Linked DNA regions of Mus musculus: regions 2 and 3 are each linked to region 1. A link is a contact called in public ChIA-PET and HiChIP or PLAC-seq data. All regions are on one chromosome and are shown on one strand. The core of a region is the stretch at or near the end of the contact, and the rest is flanking DNA. Distances in the headings are between cores, read along the strand shown. Region 1 holds the start of Icos (inducible T cell co-stimulator). Region 2 overlaps Nbeal1 (neurobeachin like 1). Region 3 overlaps Abi2 (abl-interactor 2).

Region 1 (2,703 bases), core at 142-2,641:
ACTGTTTATACAATAGCCAGCCCAGCATCTCCTGCATGGCAAGTGTCCAGTGATGCGTGAATGAACGGATGAGTGGATGAGTAAATGAGTGGATCTCCCTGCCATGGTTTTTCTTGTTTCACGTATGCTGCTAAGCTTTTCAGGGGGGTTGTAAAACTAGCGTGCAGAGTAGAAAACACATCTGGCCCAGAGCTGTTCTTAGTACTTCTTCCAGGTAAATACAACAAGGTCTTCGCTCTTCATCCTTCTTAAGAACATTTGAGTGCCTTTGAAACAGCACAATACTAAATGTTTAATAAATCCAATTTTAGGTTTGACTTCTTTTTGGAGAGAAAAGTAATGTCTCCTTCTTTCTACCACTGAAAAAAATGCATTTCCAGATGGACTTATACCACTGAGCATTCTGCTTTTGCTTCTCCTATTAAAGGCATTTCCCACCACTTAATGTTTCACTTCACTTATCCCAATTTCAAGAACAGTATGTAAGTGCATATAATAAGAAGCAGCAAAAGACTGTATGTAATTACTTACACTGCACATGACCCTCTTTAAACTTCTCATGTAGAGTCTGATAAATGTCACCCACGAAAAAGAGTCAAAGATTCCAGAATGTTTAAGGTCTAGAGGGACTAGTGAATGCTGTCAGTCATTTTCTCCCCCTTTTTACATTTGGGGTGATCTTCATATCTAGTGTCTAAAAGCCTTATAAGATAAGCCAGGATTGGTATGGCTCTGTCTTGAAAAACAAAACAATCAAAAATAAAAAGCAACAAAACAAAACAAAAACCACCAACCCTATGGCAGACTGTACATTTAAGACTTAGGACCAACCAGGTAAGAGTAAAGTCAAAATTTTCCTTTTGGAAGTCATCCACTTTTTTCTCTACTATAGAAGGATTTCCAGGGCTATTCAATTTCTATTCTTTTGACACAAATAATCTTGCCTTTCATCTTTCTCTAAAAAGAGTGAGCTACTCTCCTACTTTATACACTGTCAGGTAACTTTGAACAAGTAATTTAAAATTTTAATGGTCTGTTGAAATGTACTTTTTCATGTTAAAACACAGTATCAAAAGAAGCACTGACATCCACGCTGACCGGGCATGACGCCCTGAGCCGTGAGCTTCAGTGCCTCTGAAACTGTCTGTGCTTGTTAAAAACAAAATAAAATAAAATAAAATAAAATAAAATAAAATCATTTTCCATTTTTACTTAATTTTTCTACTTCAGATTTTTCTTAATGTTCTCTTGAAGTAGAACTCAATAAGAGCTATGGATGGCCACTCACCTGTTAAAAGTCTGATTAGGAAGCAGAAGACAAAGACACGGCAGAAGTACGGCTTCATGTCTGCCAGGAGCAGTTGCAGTCTTCTCCTCCAGTGCTCAAAAGTGTCAGTGAAGTCGTGATCTCAGTTGTTTTCAGTTTTCTGGAGAGGAAGTGGGTTTGTGGAGGTTGATGTGGTGTCACATTTATCATCCACTTCTACTTGGAGAGCTATCACAGCGCCTCCTGCATGGCAAGTACCCGGTGATGTATGAATGGATAGATGCGTAAATGAATGACTAGATGGATGAATGTGTGAATGAATACATGGATGTGTGAATAAATGGATGGATGGATGGATGGATGGATGAATGGATGAATGGATAGATGGATGCATGCATGTATGAATGAGTGAATGGATGGATGTGAGAATGGAAGGATGAATGGATGCATGTATGTATGTATGTATGTATGTATGGATGGATGGATGGATGGATGGATGGATTTCATTTTCAAAGCTATTTATGTGTCATTTGTGCTTCTAGGGACTTCATGGACCATTCATATCACTGCTGGGTGGAAAGCATTACCGTTTGTAGGGTGGATGCTTAATTCACAGATTTTTGTTGATCATGAAGGCAGGAAGAAAATGTGACCCTCTTTCTGGTTAGAAACACAAAGCCCATCATTTTCAGAAGCAATTCATTCAGATCTCTATATCAATAGCTACTGGGGACTGCAGGATCCAACACAAATTATGAATAAGGCATATTTTGACACATTTGTCAGGGCTATTTACTCCAGAGATGTAAGGCCTTTGAAATAGGACAGAAAATAAATGAAAGTTTTTAAGAAAATGACATTTTAAAACATCTGAAAGAGGAATATTCCTGGAATATGAGAAATAATATTTATATGGTGTTCATTGTAGATTATGATTTTATAAATGATAGGGTCAGGTTTAAAGTGACTTAACCCCTTTTCTCTAAGTTACAGTCATCTGTAGAAACTCGAGAGTCTGTCTGCATGTATGGTGCAAATGAAGCAAGAAAGCTAAGATGCCTGATAAAAATCTCTGTCTCTGCAGAAAGAGAAAAAAGACAGTAGCAATGGCAATAATGCAAATAATTTATTTACAGCCACCTAAATTTTATATGAAATATATCTTAATTAATTATATATAATATTATATATAATATAATATAATATAATATAATATAATATATATGTGGTATATATATTATATATATATATATATATATATATATATATATATATATATATATGATATATATAATTTAAAGGTAAAGAGGATGAGAAATGGCTCAGTGGGTAAAAGCACTTGCTGTCAAACATAAGGACCTGAGTTCAAATCCTTAACAACCTTGCAAAACCTGGGTGTGGTTGTGCATGCCTGTAACCACAGAACACCACAGGAG
Region 2 (2,703 bases), core at 134-2,633, 740 kb after region 1:
ACACCCTAATTTGTCCTACTAGTCTTAGAAAAGACTGTCTTAAATTGGCCAGTCTCAAAATGCCTTCTTTACCTATGTGGAGAATAAAGCTTGAGATAACTTCATCACCAGTTCAAATTTAACAGATAGCAAAGTCTATTGTAGAATTTTCTTTTTTTGTTTTTTTTGTTTTTTTGTTTTTTCGAGACAGGGTTTCTCTGTGTAGCCCTGGCTGTCCTGGAAGTCACTTTGTAGACCAGGCTGGCCTGGAACTCAGAAATCCACCTGCCTCTGCCTCCAGAGTGCTGGGATTAAAGGCGTGCGCCACCACGCCCAGCAGTATTGTAGAATTTTCTTAACCATTTTATATACTTTAAAGAAGTCTGGGCGTTTTGTTTTGTATTTTATGATACTTTGGTCTTTGGCTTTGCTGAACCTACTTCTCCAAACCTTTCATTATATGTTTCTTTCTTGAATTGTTTTTTTTCCACATAACATCTGAAATTATCTAATGGCAGACTAAGAGAAATGAATACCAATTTTCTGTATCTTAACATACAACACAATTCAAAATATTAGGCAAAAAATGGAATATATTTCATAAATATTTTCGGGATTTTTTTCAGTCAATAGGCCTATAAAGAGTAAGGTACATGTACTCACCTCATTCATGGCAGGAAATCTGAGAGGGGCAGAAACCTTTTGTTGTCCATTGTCATAGATATAGACAAGACTCTGGCCAAAGGGCCTTTTTCCAGGCATGTGAACGATGGTTATGTTATGCTGACAATGAAAAGCATACATTAAAAGGACTAAAATCACACTGTGCCTTTGCAATGACATATGCTTAAAGAATATTACTTCATAACTTATATAAACAAAATATTAAGGACAGCTAAAAAACTGATTCAATGACATTCCCAAAACAAGTAACAATTTTAAGTACTACAAAAAAAAAACCAAGCCATTGCCAAAAGACTCACAAATATTATAGTCTTGTCTGCACTTTATAATGCTTTAAATATTCTTAAAATTATCTTTTTCAATGAGAAGCATTTTATGATTTTTAGATAAGCAACAGAGATAACTGGTTTAACAATCTCACTTTTCATTTTGAATTGAAATTCAAAAACCAGCCTAGGAAATCTTCAAAGATTCACAATATAAGTTTCAGCAAAAAATATTATTGTTACTTTAATGACAATGGTAAATACACTAACATCTTTATAGAGAGAACTTCACAACTTTCACAATTTTCATGTGGAAATGAAAACTGGCAAAGCTGATCAAAGTTCCTCATAAAGAGACATCCAACTGTTATACATCTTAAAGACAAAACAGAGCCGAGAGTCTGAGGTGGCATCCTCAAGTCTCACCCAGAGAGAATCACAGAAGCTGTGGTCAGGAAGCATAACTGTCGCGTACTCTCTCTTTGTGCACACTGCCACAACCAGCACACCTGAGTGGGTAATGAAAGCTTCAAAACCCATTCCACTTCCTGTAAAAAAGCTAACAAAATACATGTTCTCAGAACCTCCGAGATCAACTTGAAGCCCATCATTATTAACCATAAAGCAATCACAAATATCATTATCAACAATGTTGCTACTTAATTCAGCAGCCCAACCTTGTCATTTTTAAATCCATTTTGGGCATAAAGGTTAATAAATTATAAAAGGTAATACTGTAAATGGGATTCACTATCAAGCTAAAGCAGTGGTCCCCAACCTTGCTAATGCAGCAACCCTTTAATACAGTTCCTCATGTCTTGCTGACCCCCACCTATAAAATTATTTTTGCTGCTACTTTACAACTGTAATTTTGCTACTTCTGAATCATAACGTGAAAATCCATGTTTTCTGATGGTCTTAGGAACCTGTGAATTGGTCAAATAGATTTCCCTAAAGGGGTTGCAAACCACAGGTTGAGAACCACTGAACTAGAGCAAAACTAAATTTTCAAATATTTAAATTCTTCTGAACATTCAGAAAGTGTACATAAAAGTTTTTAAGACCATAAAGCATGTTAAAATCTATAACTCCTTCAATGGGGCAGAGTTTACTACTCCTTTCTTCTCCACTTTTATACTACTTCTATTTTTTTCCTACAGGCACTCAGTATATAGTCAGAAAAATATCTAAAATACAGAATATTTTGAAAGCAATGAAGCACCTCTAAACTATACAGCCACAAAATGAAAAATTTTCACATCAACTGTTATAAATTTTAAAACCTAGATGCTTACTTTTTCCTATTCATGAATCATAGCATATACTACATGACAATATTCATCTGTATTCCACAACTTATACCATTACCTATATAATTGTTTTCTTTTTCCTCCTTTGTTGGCACTCCCAAGGGTCAACGGATCCTGATCTAAGCAAAACCAAGCAGTGAAGGAAAATGCAGACCCAGGCCATCTCTGAATAGCAGGCACAGAAATTCCGGCCATGCTATGTGACAAATTAAAATACTGCAGTGCACTCTCAAAACTGAGTTTCCGTGCCATTGTCAGGACTGCACGAGTCACAGGAATGGTATATGGGTGAATACACTCTGATTCATCTACTCTCAGCAGTCGCAGAAGCCGACGGATTTCTTCTGAGCTCACAGACTGACTCCCCAATGAACCATGGATTGCAATCAAGTTCTCAGCACAAGTTCGATGTAGGGAAGAATGGGATTCAAGGGCTTCAATGATTTTTATTCCCATGTTTGCAT
Region 3 (2,703 bases), core at 123-2,622, 520 kb after region 1:
TTTTAAGTCACTCTGCCTCAAATTCTTGATGTTACATTTTCTGTTTAGATGACAAGATCCTTTGAATCTAATCCACAAATATGATTTGAAAAACAGATAATGCAACCCTATTTCACATAGTGGTAGAAAAGACTTTTCTTCAAAAGCCTAATCTAAGCCTGGCAACACAGTTAAATCAAGGCAGATTCTAGAAACAAAAAGAACTTAGTAACACTGTAGGCAAACCAGTACAGAAAACAATTTAGTTAGCATAGAAAGAACAGCAAAAGGACAAAGGGACACAGAGTTTTTTAACCTGCAGGAGGAAAGGTAAAGAAGCTATTAACTCATTAACCTTGGTAATTAAGTACTTGAAAAGCACAAGGTGGTAAAGAGATATGACATAACTGCTGCTGGATAGTTTATCACACTGTGAACCCCAAGATTGTATTGTTTACTGGAAATAACCTGTTTTTAGCTATAGAGTGGCTCAGCCCTAGCCCACACATTTATAATCCAAGAGCTGTTTATTGTAAACGGAATTAAATAAAGACAACCAAAGGTCAAGAGGCAGAGCGAGCTGGGCGTGGTGGCGCACACCTTGAGGCAGAGACAGGCGAATTTCTGAGTTCCAGGCTAGCCTGGTCTACAGAGTGAGTTCCAGGACAGCCACTGCTACACAGAGAAAAACGAAAAAAAAAAAAAAAAAAAAAAAGAGGGGCGGGGGGCAGAGCTAACAACCATCTGACAGGAAGTAAACATAGGATTATTAAGAAAAAAAAACAGAGTAAGAGGGAGTCAGGAGGAAGGATAGAGAGACACACAGGAAGTAGGAAGGAGGGACAATGATTTGGAAGGAGGTTTTTGAGACCTTGAGAGAGGGGATTCCTTCTGGAATGTTAGCTAAGGAAGAAGTTCAGCTGGGTTCTTTCTCTGCCTCTCTGAGCTAGCAGCCATTCACCCCAGCCTCTGGCTCCTGAGTCTTCATTGGTAAAATCGAACAGCTGAGATTTTCTTAAATGAAATGAATGAGGGTAACTTCAGCATAAAAATGAAAGACAACAAGAAAACATGGGTGTGATATATTAAAAATCAACAAGTCAGAAGCTCTCAGTAGAGTGGTCATGGCTGATGGTGGACACAGACATGCAAGAACAAGTACAAAGCAGAAGGACAGCTCAGTAGATCACTCTGAAGAGAATCTAGATAGGAGGAAAACCAACTCACCCTCCGAAAATGGTTCCTTCCTTCAAAAGATAATTTTAGTTGGATTTTCCCTGAAATCTCACTTCCTGGCAGTAAGAACCTGACTCAGAAGATTGGGTCTCCTGCTGACACAGCTGTAATACCTCTTTCAACAAGCAGCTAGACAGCAGCTACAGCAGAAAAACAGCAGCACAGGACCACAAGAAAGAAGGATGCAGAGTGTGCATAGACATCCTGTAAGACCAAACATCTCCTCTTACCAGACACAAACTTCCTTCCTTCCTCTCAACAGAAACTCTCTCTTCAGCTATTGTTTAATTTACCAAGTAAAACAATGACTTTTGTACTTGGGGTGGGGGAGGAGTATATACATAATCTTTACAAGTCTTTTTATGGGCAAATTAGGCTTATTAATTGGGGCAGGAATGTCAAGACAGGGTTTCTCTGTGTAGCCCTGAGTGTCCTAGAACTTACTCTGCAGACCAGGTTGGCCTTGAACTCCAGAGAGGGATTTAAGGCCTGCACCAACATAGCCCAGCTCAGATGATGCTTACAGATGAATACACTTCTTTTCTAAACGTGAGGCCATCAAGATGGCCACGAAAAGCAGCCTTGGAAAAGCCAATGTCAGACTTCCTAAAAGAATTACTCTGAAACAGTTGCTTTTCTACTCTTGGAAAATTTTCTAAAATTCATCTAACCAGAATTCAGTTCTACCTGGTTCTGTGCATTCCTGTGATCAGAAAAGTCCAGGAAGTAGAAGTTGGGCACAGCTCAGTATTAGAACACATCATTGTATGCAAAAGGCTTTAAATTCCATTCTCAGTAACGACAAAAACAGAAATGGGAAGCAACCCTATAAATTGTATGTTCCCATTATGTATACAAGATGACTCCTTATCCCAAGGAGTTGAAGGAGTTTGCAGCCCCACAGGAGAAACAACAATATGAACTAACCAGGATCCCCAAAGTTATCAGAGACTAAATCACCAACCAGAGTACACATGGTGGGACTCATGGCTCTAGCTGCATATGTAGCAGAGGATAGACTAGTCGGTCATCAATGAGAGGAGAGGCCCTTGGATCTGTGAAGGTTCTATGCCCCAGTGTAGGGGAAGGCCAGGGCCAAGAAGCTGGTGTGGGTGGGCTGGTGAGCAGGGGGAGGTGGGAAGGGTTAGGGGGTTTTCGGAGGGGAAACCAGGAAAGGGGACAACATTTGAAATGTAAATCAGGTAAATATCTAATAAAAAAAAATTACTCCTTATATGGTAAGACCTTTACCTTAGAACCACAAAATGTCTCTGAATTTAGAATGAGTTACATTATTTTTATTAAAAATACAATAGTGAAAGGCTAGAAACATGATCCAGTGGTTAAGGGCACTTGCTCCAGAGGAACCTAGGTTCGATTCCCAGTAACCACACAGCAGTTCACTACTGTCTATAACTCCAATTTCAGGGGATCCAGTACCTTGTTCTGGCACCCGTGGATGACATACACTGACATACATGCAAGCAA

What was found. ChIA-PET counts read pairs in DNA pulled down with a chosen protein or histone mark. HiChIP or PLAC-seq counts read pairs in DNA pulled down with a chosen protein or histone mark.
Region 2: a contact with region 1 is called in an H3K27ac HiChIP or PLAC-seq map of T-cell acute lymphoblastic leukemia, with 4 times the contacts expected there. The contact joins the enhancer-like site here to the promoter of Icos in region 1. A contact is called at or near these places in 2 of 39 promoter capture datasets (embryonic stem cells and liver), 2 of 15 datasets of contacts at CTCF or cohesin (large pre-B cells and pro-B cells), 1 of 484 Hi-C or Micro-C datasets (cerebral cortex) and 1 of 115 datasets of contacts at active chromatin or transcription factors (T-cell acute lymphoblastic leukemia).
Region 3: a contact with region 1 is called in an RNA polymerase II ChIA-PET map of effector CD8 T cells, with 5 read pairs. The contact joins the enhancer-like site here to the promoter of Icos in region 1. A contact is called at or near these places in 1 of 39 promoter capture datasets (the C10 cell line), 4 of 484 Hi-C or Micro-C datasets (embryonic stem cells and pro-B cells), 3 of 115 datasets of contacts at active chromatin or transcription factors (bone marrow-derived macrophages, effector CD8 T cells and fibro-adipogenic progenitors) and 1 of 9 other capture datasets (macrophages).

What each region holds. Positions count from the first base shown.
Region 1 is chr1:60,976,602-60,979,304 of GRCm38.p6, reverse strand. Icos (inducible T cell co-stimulator) reads right to left here and starts at 1,391. Exons shown (of 5, transcript NM_017480.2): 1 at 1,289-1,391. The coding sequence starts at 1,346.
Region 2 is chr1:60,235,156-60,237,858 of GRCm38.p6, reverse strand. Nbeal1 (neurobeachin like 1) reads right to left here. Exons shown (of 55, transcript NM_173444.2): 13 at 2,298-2,703; 14 at 1,356-1,488; 15 at 643-762. Among named protein-coding and RNA genes, the nearest start is that of Nbeal1, 56 kb to the right of the region's middle. Within about 2 kb of position 1,383, at least 18 of the 459 cell types and tissues checked have an H3K27ac peak or open chromatin away from gene starts, as enhancers often do. A contact at or near this core is called in T-cell acute lymphoblastic leukemia, where this site is marked.
Region 3 is chr1:60,459,505-60,462,207 of GRCm38.p6, reverse strand. The region is part of intron 9 of Abi2 (abl-interactor 2); the gene reads right to left. Among named protein-coding and RNA genes, the nearest start is that of Abi2, 51 kb to the right of the region's middle. Within about 2 kb of position 1,372, at least 34 of the 459 cell types and tissues checked have an H3K27ac peak or open chromatin away from gene starts, as enhancers often do. A contact at or near this core is called in bone marrow-derived macrophages, effector CD8 T cells and pro-B cells, where this site is marked.